3 separate regions of the Mus musculus genome follow, and regions 2 and 3 are each linked to region 1. The links are chromatin contacts, called in public HiChIP or PLAC-seq and promoter capture Hi-C maps. All regions are on one chromosome and are shown on one strand. The core of a region is the stretch at or near the end of the contact, and the rest is flanking DNA. Distances in the headings are between cores, read along the strand shown.

The links. Promoter capture Hi-C pulls out the DNA fragments that hold promoters and counts their contacts. HiChIP or PLAC-seq counts read pairs in DNA pulled down with a chosen protein or histone mark.
Region 2: an H3K4me3 HiChIP or PLAC-seq map of bone marrow-derived macrophages shows a contact between it and region 1, with 4 times the contacts expected there. The contact joins the enhancer-like site here to the promoter of Nenf in region 1. A contact is called at or near these places in 7 of 39 promoter capture datasets (the 3T3-L1 cell line, embryonic stem cells, liver and 1 more), 3 of 15 datasets of contacts at CTCF or cohesin (embryonic stem cells, large pre-B cells and pro-B cells), 8 of 484 Hi-C or Micro-C datasets (ECoMG myeloid progenitors, bone marrow-derived macrophages, cortical neurons and 3 more), 3 of 115 datasets of contacts at active chromatin or transcription factors (bone marrow-derived dendritic cells, bone marrow-derived macrophages and embryonic stem cells) and 3 of 9 other capture datasets (adipose tissue, liver and macrophages).
Region 3: a contact with region 1 is called in a promoter capture Hi-C map of embryonic stem cells. The contact joins the promoter of Vash2 here to the promoter of Nenf in region 1. A contact is called at or near these places in 7 of 39 promoter capture datasets (the HPC-7 cell line, cranial neural crest, embryonic stem cells and 3 more) and 4 of 115 datasets of contacts at active chromatin or transcription factors (embryonic midbrain, embryonic stem cells, microglia and 1 more).

What each region holds. Positions count from the first base shown.
Region 1 is chr1:191,316,272-191,319,775 of GRCm38.p6, forward strand. Nenf (neuron derived neurotrophic factor) reads right to left here and starts at 1,860. Exons shown (of 4, transcript NM_025424.3): 1 at 1,648-1,860. The coding sequence starts at 1,821.
Region 2 is chr1:190,942,905-190,946,408 of GRCm38.p6, forward strand. Angel2 (angel homolog 2) reads left to right here. Exons shown (of 9, transcript NM_021421.4): 8 at 873-1,036; 9 at 2,036-3,504. The coding sequence ends at 2,187. Among named protein-coding and RNA genes, the nearest start is that of Angel2, 16 kb to the left of the region's middle. Within about 2 kb of position 1,642, at least 16 of the 459 cell types and tissues checked have an H3K27ac peak or open chromatin away from gene starts, as enhancers often do. A contact at or near this core is called in bone marrow-derived macrophages, where this site is marked.
Region 3 is chr1:190,977,300-190,980,803 of GRCm38.p6, forward strand. Vash2 (vasohibin 2) reads right to left here and starts at 1,699. Exons shown (of 8, transcript NM_144879.2): 1 at 1,407-1,699; 2 at 882-1,288. The coding sequence starts at 1,157.

The sequences.
Region 1 (3,504 bases), core at 610-3,109:
TTCTCTTCTCTCCTCCTCCTCCTCCTCCTCCTCTCTCTCTCTCTCTCTCTCTCTCTCTCTCTCTCTCTCTCTCCTACCCTCTTAACTCCCTCTCCATGCCCTAAATAAACTCTATTCTACACTATACCGTTGTGTTTCCCTCAGGGGGAAGAGATGAAGAGATGCCTCGGCATCAGCATGGGCCCACTGAGGCACCCCCTCCCCCCACACCTCACCACACCCCCATAGAACATATATTAATACCACTTTATCTTTTTATGATGACAACACTCACCATCTCTTTCGCCAACAACAAATGACCAAGATCTGGTCCTCTACCCACTAGAAACCCTGGGTTCTTCCCCAGCCAGTCTGGGTGCCCCGATGCAGAGTGCTCCACATAAACCATACTGCACACCCAGTGTAGGCAGTGAGAAGCCCGCCCGCCCGCATCAGTAAGGCGTGGATTGCCTTGCTAGGCAGAACAACAGGCCAGCTTTGCTAACTGTTCTCCCCATGCGCCTATACCGGGAGTTCCCTCCGCTGTCCGGTAACACCCGTTCACATTCCCGCCATGTTCCTATCCCTGTGTTCTTATGGACCTGTGGGTCAAAAGCAGCAGTTCTTGGGCTGCAGAGATAGCTCAGCAGTTTAGAGCACTGACTGCTCTTCCAGAGGTCATGAGTTCAAATCCCAGCAACCACATGGTGGCTCACGACCATCTGCAATGAGATCTGATGCCCTCTTCTGGAGTGTCTGAGGACAGCTACATTGTACTTGTATATAATAAATAAATAGACGGGAGCAAGCGCGGCCAGAAAAAAAAAAAAAGCAGCGGTCCTCAACCTTCCTAACGCTGCAACTCTAAACAGTTTCACATGCGGTGGTGACCCCCACAACCATAAAATGATTTCCATTGCTACTTCATCATTGTAATTTTGCTACTGTTATGAATCCTAATGTAAGCATCTGTGTTTTCTGACAGTCTTAGGACCCACAGGCTGAGAACCACTGGCCTCAGCTTTCATCCCTAAAGATCTGTTTTGGGAGAGACCCTTGCATATTTGGTCTATGTAAGGTTCGCTAACACCGAAGCTAGGGAGCTCAGGGCACATAGATTCAGCGAAGCAACACGGGTCCTTCCCTCCTGTACCACTGAGCACGTGCCTCAGTTTCCCTATCTGTAAAGGTAGGGGATTAATTCCTGGAATCACTACAATGCCAAGAGACCGGTTCTTCCTAACTGGATTCAGGCTTCCTCCCCATCTAAAGCAGCTACCCATATCGGGTAGTGTTATTTCCTCCTTTGCGTTCATCCCCACCAGCCCAGACACTAAATGGGGTCTGAAGGGTGAGCTTCAGTAGGCCCGGGACACCGGGGCAGGAAAGGAAAGGCTTGGATCATCCTGCCGGCCCCAGACCCCCCTAGCTCAGTGCGCACTCTCAGGCCGGTCACTTTGCACAAACTGTAGGCCGTGTGACCCCAGCTCACCCTCACACTAAAATCTAGAAGGGTCTGAGGTCTGTACTCAGACCCACAGCGACAAGGCGGGGCGGAGGAAGCGCGGGGTGGGGCGTCAGGGCGACGCCCTGCCTCCACCCGGCCTCGCGTGGGTCCCCGCCACCAGTCAGCTCGGGACAGCCGCCGGCCCAGGCCGCGCCGCCTACCTCCTCGCCGCCGTAGCGGGCCAGCTCCTCCTCGGTGAAGAGCCGCACCGGGGGCCCGCGCTCTGCGGGGCGCGGCGTCTGCCCAGCCCAGGCTGAGGGCACTGGGACCAGAGCCAGCGCCAGGACGAGCGCCGCCAGCAGCCGCAGCCGCCACCAGGGCGCGGGGCGCGCCATAGACAGCGAGGAGCAGGCGGGAGGACGGCGGGGCGGGGCGGAGCACAGTCGGCTCCTAGGGAGGGGCCCTGTAAGACAGGACCCAGCCTTATCAATTTGTCCTCTCCTCCTTTCTCTCTGACGCTAAGTCCTACTACATAGCCTGTAATGTTCTTGAACTGGTGGCTATCCTTCTGCCTCAGTCTCCAGAGAATTGGGATTATACACTAGTGGCACCAGGCCCGAGTAACTTGCCCCCCCTTCCTTCCTTCCTTCCTTCCTTCCTTCCTTCCTTCCTTCCTTCCTTCCGTCCTTCCTTCCTTCCTTCCTTCCTTCCTCCCTTCCTCCCTCCCTCCCTTCCTTCTTTCTTCTCTCCATCCCTTTCCCTTACTCCCTTCCTCTCCTCCCTCTCCTTCCCCCATCTTTCATTCCTTCCTTCCCTCACTCTCTTCCTTCCTCTTCCCCATCTGTCTTTCCCTCGTTCCTTTCTTTTCTTTTTTCCTTTCCTTTCCTTTCCTTTCCTTTCCTTTCCTTCCCTTCCCTTCCTCTCCTATCCCTTTCCCTTCCCTTCCATTCCCTTCCTCTCCTATCCCCTTCCCTTCCCCCCCCCCTTCCCTTCCCTTCCCTTCCCTTCCCTTCCCTTCCCTTCCCTTCCCTTCCCTTCCCTTCCCTTCCTTTCCTATCCCCTGTCCTTCCCCTCCCTTCCTTTCCTTCCAGGATTTCGTTCTGTTTTTCAGGCTGGCTATGTCCCAAGGCTGACCTTGCAGGGATCTTCCTAGCCTGGCTCTTTTATAGAATTGTGTTGCAACGAACATGATTATGGCTTTGAAGGCTGTGCCAAACTCACAACACATTATCTGCTTTATACCGAGTCGCAGAATCTCAAGGTTGAAGAGGCCCTTCTAACTCCCAGGGTGAAATATCACAGCCTTCTTGAGGCCTAACACATCTTGACAATATCTCTGGCCTTGAGCACTCTGGCTGCTCCAGCCTCTTCTCGCTCTGCAGGCCTGTGTGTCAGGAAGCCAAAAGATTCTTCCTGCAATTTCTCCTGACCACATGAAATGCGCTGCCTGTTCTCCCAGAGGTCCTGGATTCTACACTTACACGGCAGTTCACAAGCATTTGTAACTCCAGTCCCAGGGGCCCTGACACCCTTTCTGGCCTCTGCAGGCACCAGGTACAAATGTGGTATACAAGCAAAACAGCCATACATATAAGTAAAATTTAAAAAGAATGTAGAAATTATTTTCCAATAATGTTTCCTAGTATTTATTTCTTAGCTGTATCCAACAGGAAAGCAGACTGCTGGCCACACAGGTGACAGAGGCTGAGGCTGAGACCTGTGGCAGAGAAGACCAGCCACAGGGAGGAGGAGGTGTGGCTCACATGTCTGGAGCTATGAAATAAGAGGCTAGAATCTTGGGAGGGAAGCTGGAGTTTGATGGCTGCTGTGGTCTAAGGCAGGGAATGGATGCTCACAGCGGATCCCCTGCTCTCCCTTCCCTTGAGCCTGCCAATCTCAGGCAGCACTTCCCCTTGATGGAATTCAAAGGAAACTCTGCTCTAAAGACTTTCTGATGGCTCATTTTTATTCCCTGGGCTCTGTGAACAGTGTATTAGCACTCAATATACTAATTAGTAACTAATTGCTAATTAGCAATGAACATGCTAATTGATAACTAATTAGTATTAGTAACAAAT
Region 2 (3,504 bases), core at 392-2,891, 370 kb before region 1:
ACATGTGAAATTATGAACATGCACCACCTTTTATATTTAGTAATGCTATAAATATAAGTCCTTAGACATAGTAAGGAGTTACCTGTGGTTATTGATTTAGCTTACAAAAATCAAGGGCCATATTTTTTTTTTTTATTTAATTTAGCAGAGATCCAGATGGTCCCGAGTAGCCTTGCACACACTGACCACTGAAAGCATCCTTCAAAACACAACCAAAGTCAGGCAGCGGGGGCTCACCCCTTTAATCCCAGCACTAAGGAGGCTGAAGCAGGTAGATCTCCCAAGTTTGAGGCCAGCCTGGTTACAGAGTGAGTCCCAGGACAGCCAGGGCTACATGGAGAAACCCTGTCTCAAGAAATACAACCAAGAAGTGCACGCTGTGGCTCATTATGTAAATGGAGGCTCTCACAGGTATAATTTTAAGATCTGATTTAGCATATTGATACTTTTTACCCCATGGGCTTTAGACGTCATTTGCTTACAGTCACTGCATCGGTAAAGGAGCTCTCACTTGGAATATGGTTTATTTCAGTGAAACTCCTCTAGCTGGATGTGATCATAACATTGTGGTCATTGAGGCAGAAGTATCATGAAAAGGGGGACAGCCTGGGCTATGTAGTGATATTGAGGTTAGCCTGATCTATATAAACTTTCAGAAAACCCAGGCATAGTGGCTTATACTTATACCAGTACTCAAGCAACTGAGACAAGAATTGCCGCAGATTTGAGGCCATCCTACGCTATAGAGTAAGTTCCAGTCCACCTGGGCTATAATGTAAGACCTTGTCTGAAAGAGAAAATCAAAAGCATCCTAGTCTTTGAGAATGGAGTAAAAGGTAATTTTTCTATGAAATCTTTTCCTTTTGCTTTAGAGTGTCCTCGCATCTACAGCACGGTTTCAGCTTGTCATCTGTCTATTCCCATTATGTTCCTGACACTGGAGTTCCAGAGGTGACCACCTGCCATTCCCGAAGTGCCATAACTGTTGATTATATTTTCTACACTGCAAAGAAGGAGAACACTGCTCAGGGGCCAGGTAAAGAGTGTGTGGAAACACGATGCTAGAACGCACAGGGCCTTTGCTGAGTGCAGCAGCAAGGCAGAGGGCTAGCTGTAGGGGTTGATGGATGAACTGGCTGGCTGGATGAATGTGACTGACTGCACAGAGCTTAACAGCCTACAGAGAACAAGGCAGTAATGAACCCCAACACAAACTCCCACAGAACTGCAGCCTTAGTTTGGCCCTTCAGTGCCAGTTGGAGTATAAGTCCTAGGCCGCCATCCACTCTTCATCATACATCCTGCCTCCCCATGGCAGCCACTGAGTAAGATGGTGAAGAACCACAGTTCTAGGATGGCTTCCAGCAGATCAGAGCTGCTGCCCACAGCAGACACTGGGCGTGCTGACCCTGGGGCTGCTCTCAGAAACAGAAGTGGGCAGTACATTCCTTGTTACAGCTCAAGAAGTCAGGTTGTATAAGCCAGCTGAGGGTTTAAAACAGGAAGCATTGAGATACTGGAAACCTAATATGTGGAATCTGTAGTGTCAGGTTGTTTCACTAAACCGACTACCCAGTGTGCCCTGCCCTCAGTTTAGACAGTAAGGTCTGGAAGTTGCCATGCCTACAGAATTCACTAGGTGGCAGGAGTACGCTACGGATCAGCAGCTCCAGTCTCCCTAAAGCATGTCACATTTCACTTGGGTGGAAAATGACTGGGCTCAAACCACACCATCTTACCCTGCAGCCCCTGCCAGGCTTCGCTCTGTGCATCAGAGTGGGCTGCTTTTCAGTCTCAGATTATTAACAATTTTATGTTACATTGTGTAGACTGTATTCATTGAAATAGAAAAAGTATCTGGCATAAATAACATGAAGCTACTGTTTAAGGATTATTAGTAACAGCTTTATAAAACTATACTCTAAAACCTTTCATATTAGTTTTCCGGTGGGCTTCGGGGTTCTGTTTCAGTGTTTTGTTTTTTAAAAAACTTTTAATTTGTTTAATGAGTTTGACTAAATGTGTGCTTCTTTAGGAGCTGAAGTTGCTTTGGTTGGTGGCTTGAAACTTCTAGCTAGACTGTCACTTCTAACAGAGCAAGACTTGTGGACTGTGAACGGCCTTCCCAATGAGCACAACTCCTCAGATCACCTGCCTTTGCTGGCCAAGTTCAGGCTTGAGCTCTGACTGCTGCTCATTCACGGGACTTCCTGTCTGTATTCTTTTCGAAGGATGTAAAAATTTTAAGTATTTGTATGCTGTTCACTTTTTGTGATGTGGGGTTCTGAATTTCTGTTATATGCTTGAAACAGATTGGAAGAAACAAATTTACAACTTTTTTTTAAATGAAATATTTTCCTGACAACTGATGTTTAAAGAACTTTATGGTAAATGACTTCTAAGTCCTGTTAAAGTTGACAGCATTTTTAAAATGTAGTTCATCTTGGCCCTGAAGATAGGAAGTCAGTGCTTTTTAGTTCATCCGGTGGTCCTGCCCGGACCTGCAAAGCTCAGCATGCTGCCTTTTCTGGAGACCCAGTTTCATTGGGAGAAGCCTGTGCGTGTTCTTAGAAATCACTGGGTCACTCACTCCTCCACAGGGTCCAAGCTTCTGAAGAGGCTTGACAATGTGTATGCTGTAGAGAACATTGGCCCATGTCACTGCTGCCCTGAGCTGTGGGATGTGCCTACATTTTGTAGTGGAAATAGTTGAGAAGTATAGATCACTCTCATACGATACGGTGGTGCACACCTTTAATCTTATTAGCATTTGGCTGATGGCAGCAGGTAGCTGTGTAAAGCCAGCTTTAGCAACACAACAAGTGTGAGGGCAGCCTGGGCTACATGAAACCCTATCTTAAGACAAAAAAAAAAAAAAAAAAAAAAAAAAAAGGTCAAGTCCTTTATATATGTCCACTCCTGCCTGGAAAAGGTTGCCATAAGGAAAGTAGATGAGCCAGGTGCATCCACAAACACCCTTAATCCCAGCATCTGGGAGACAGAGGCAGGAGGATCACTGTGTCCCAGGCTGACTAGAACTACACACAAGGCCCTGTGTCTCAAAGACCAGCAAAAGGTGGCAGACTCCAGGTTGTCCCTCTGTCTCCTGTACTTGTCTTTCTGTTTAACGATGGTGAAAGGCCCTTGGGTCAGGAGTGACATTTCGTTGAGCCGGTTTTGTATAAATGTATTAGAGAAGTGGTCTTTGGAAGGAAGCGAGAGCTCCGCAGCTGTTTATCATTTGCCTCTAACATGCAGGAGTCATCATGGGAGCTGTCACTTAGACCCGGTAGGGAGCCTCGCTGACTGTTGACTGTACAGTTGAGTTTGGTACCGTGGTACAGCAGGGTGCCATGGCGCTTGCACTGTTCTCTGCAGCCTCACAGCAGCCTGACCAGCCAGTAGCTTGCCCTGTACAAGTGTCCAGTAGTAAAATTCTAAATGTAAGTAGAAATTTCTCTGCTTTTTAAAATAGTAGACTCAGATTACAGGCATTTTTACTAA
Region 3 (3,504 bases), core at 449-2,948, 340 kb before region 1:
GCAGGCTTGCATGCTCAGCTGTCGCCAGCCAGGACCGGGACTGACTGCTGCCATGTCTCTGGGATATGTGATTCCTGCACCTCTCAGGAGTCCTGCTCAGCAAACGGGATCCCTGGGGTCCAGGGAAGCCACCTCCATGGCCACACTCCAGGTTTTCATTTTATATAACACGACACTCCCACCAGAGAACATGTCTCTCTGTAACCATATCCTTGGCCACTGAGCTCAGTTGCTCCCTGGCTGCTCTCCCGAGTAAAAAAGAGAGGGTCACTTGGTGTCTCCCTTTACTCCAGAGACTAATTCATCCAGTGTCCTGGAAAGTCCCTTTAAGCCACAGCCAAATGCTTCATTGGCGCCAGATTAAGCTGGTAAGGGACAGGTCACTGTTCTCTGTAAGCTTCAGAGGTAAAAATCAAAAATCACTGTCATAAAAGGATAGGAAGAGTGTGATGATGAAGATGAAGATGGTTAGCAAAAACTCTAGGAATGATTCACACTGAGAAGTCTGGCTGATTGATTACAAATTCACTCCATAAGTCATTTGCTAGGGAGACCTGGGGGTGGGGGGGGAGGTAAAACACTCACGGAGGGCAGATAGGGTGGACCCTGGGGTTCTATGCTTTCTTGGAGTGGTTGGTGTTGACCTGGTGACATTAGCTTTTGATGAAGATATTACAGGAGCTGAATACATAATGGATTTGGCTCAGCCCAACCTCAGAGCTTAGCCAGCAAGCCCCCTGCCTGCTCCTCTTGGCAGCAGAACAGGACTCAGTAGCTGGACACGAGGTCTCTTCTCCCTGCCCTGCCAAGGATGGGCTGAGCAGGTCCCATCCCTGCCAACCCGCCCATCCCATCCCACCCTTTCCAGCGAAGCCACTGACCTTAGCCAGGAAGGCAGCGTTTCTGATGGCGCCTACCATCTCTCCCCCTCTGGGGTGGACCTTGGCAACGTGCAGCCACATCCGCTCCCAGGTGTGGCTATCGATCGGGAACCCGCTCTTGTTCACGTGGAACAGCACCCCGCCGTCTTTGTCCTCCTCCTCGGAGCCCCCGCTGGTGGCGAGGCTCACGGGCCGCGCGTGGCTGCTCCGGGATCGGGTGCCTTTGGTGATTTTGGGGTGGGGGCAGCGGTGAGTGTCGGCGGCAGAGCCGGTCATGATGAGGGGCACACGGCAAGGGGGCGGAGGACGCCGGCACGCCGGGGATCAGGGCCCCGCGGGAGGTTGGGGTGGCCTTTAACTCTCGCGGCCGTAGGACACACGAAGGGAACCCCGCTCACCGACCGGGCCTGAAAGCAGTGGAAACAGCAGACACTGCAGCTCAATAAGACAGGCATGGGGGTTCCCGCCTCGCTGCCCCAGACCCACCCTTCAGGACTAACGCGAGCTTCCAGCCCCGCCGATTACCTAGCAAGGCGGCTGGAAAGACGCCACGAAGCCTCACACCCAGCTGCACTCGGGGATGGGGAGGCATGCAAGGAGCGCGGGGTGAGGAGGGGACGGGGTAGGAAAAAGCAAGACAGCTGTGTAGCAAGAAGACTCGAGGGTCCCCTCCAGCTTCACGCATCCCTGGGTCCCCAGATGTGGTGGACTGCCACGGTCCCACAGCGAGCGGGCACGTGAGCGCCCGGGGTTGGCGCGAGGGAGCCGCAGCAGCCTCTGCTTGTTAGGGAGGCCTGGCGTCTTCCCGGAAGCCCCCCGAACCCTGGCGCGAGAGGGGCGGCTCCAGCCGGGGTTCCCGGGCAAGCGCAGCGCCGCCCCCTTCCCGCGGGTCCCGCGCGGGCACCGCGAGTGGCAGCTGCGGGCCGCCACGACGCGCGCGGGGCCCGGGGACCCACCTCGGGCCGGCCTCATTGCTGCAGAAGGCTGTTGGGGTTGAGGCGGTCGTCGCCTCATTCCATGTCCCATTCTCGAATGTTATTCTGTGACATATAACTGAGTCACCCGGGCAGCCGCCGATGTTCCGAATGCGGCCATTGGACACCGCAACAAAGAGGGGCGGGTCCCGAGCTTGGGACTCTACAACCCGGAGCTCTGCGTCTCTGCGATTGGTTCCAGGGTTCCCGGGCGGGAGGGGATACGAGTTAGGGAAGCTGGGCTGCCACGCGAAATCCGATGCTGCAGTATCCTGGGAGCCCCGCGGAGCTGGAGCGACTGTCCAGGGACTAAGATCCAGTTTCCCTCGGGCAGAGGCGCAGCAGCTAAGCTCCGGAGATGAGATAAGGAAGTAGTGGGCCTGGTGGAGCAGTGTTGGTCGAGGAGCTGGGCACAGTGACTACACAGGGCTCTGGGTGGCTCTAGGAAAGGCCAACTTTAATACTTATTTAAATTCTCCATTACAAGTTTCTCCCCAGATTAACAAGTGTGTACAGCCCTGAATCCTCTATTAGTAGATGTGGATAACAAGGTTCTTCAACCCAAGCTGCTGTGAGAGGCAATTCGAGCCCCTTCTGTTCTGTAGTCACTGTAGAGGGATGCTTGAAGCCAAGGGAGTGGCCTTCCCACAGCTTCTCCTCCTCTTCTTTGTCGTCGTCTTCCTCTTTGTCGTCTTCTCCTCCTCCTCCTCCTCCTCCTCCTCCTCCTCCTCCTCCTCCTCCTCTTCCTTCCTTCCTTCCTTCCTTCCTTCCCTTCTTCTTCTTCTTCTTCTTCTTCTTCTTCTTCTTCTTCTTCTTCTTCTTCTTCTTCTTCTTCCTTCTATCTCTCTCTCTCTCTTTCCCTCTCTCTCTCCCCCTCCCTCCCCCCCAGCCCGTGTGTGTGTGTGTGTGTGTGTGTGTGTGGTGTGTGGTGTGTGTGTGGTGTGGTGTGTGTGTGTGTGTGTGTGTGTGTGTGTGTGTGTTTATACGTGAGGCTGGAGTATTGGGTTCAGCGAGTTAAGATCACTGTCTTTAAGGAAGACCAGCACTTTGGGTTCAGCACCCGTTCTCAGCTTCAGGAGGATCACACAAGTTGGGCCTCCTGGGCACCTGCGCTCTCATGTTTGTGCTGACTCTGACATATATGCAAAGACATGTAATTTAAAAATATTAGAAATAAATATTTTTAAACCTTTTACATTTTGCATTTGTCGTGTGTAAGTGTGCAGGTGTACGGATTTGGAGAGCGTGTGTAAGTATGTAGGTGTACGTGTGGAGTGTGTGTGTGTGTGTGTGTGTGTGTGTGTGTGTGTGTCGAGATCAGAGGACAAAGTACTGGTGGCCATTCTCTCATTATACCACATAGGTTCCAGGGGTCAAACTCAGGACCTCGGGCTTGGTGACCAGCCAGTAACCACTGAGCCATCTCACCAGCCCAAAGTACCTTTTTCTTAGTGATAGTGTCTTCCTTCTTGCTTCCTCCATCCCACCCTCCCTCTCTCACTTCCTCTCTCTCTTACTTTTATTTTGAGAAAGAGCAAGCCAAAGTGGAAGAAGCCACAGACTGCTGACCCTGAGGTCCAATAAGTCTAGGTTTGTCTCTTGCTGAGTTGTGTATCCCAGGACACACAGTTCATCTGCTCTGTGAGGAA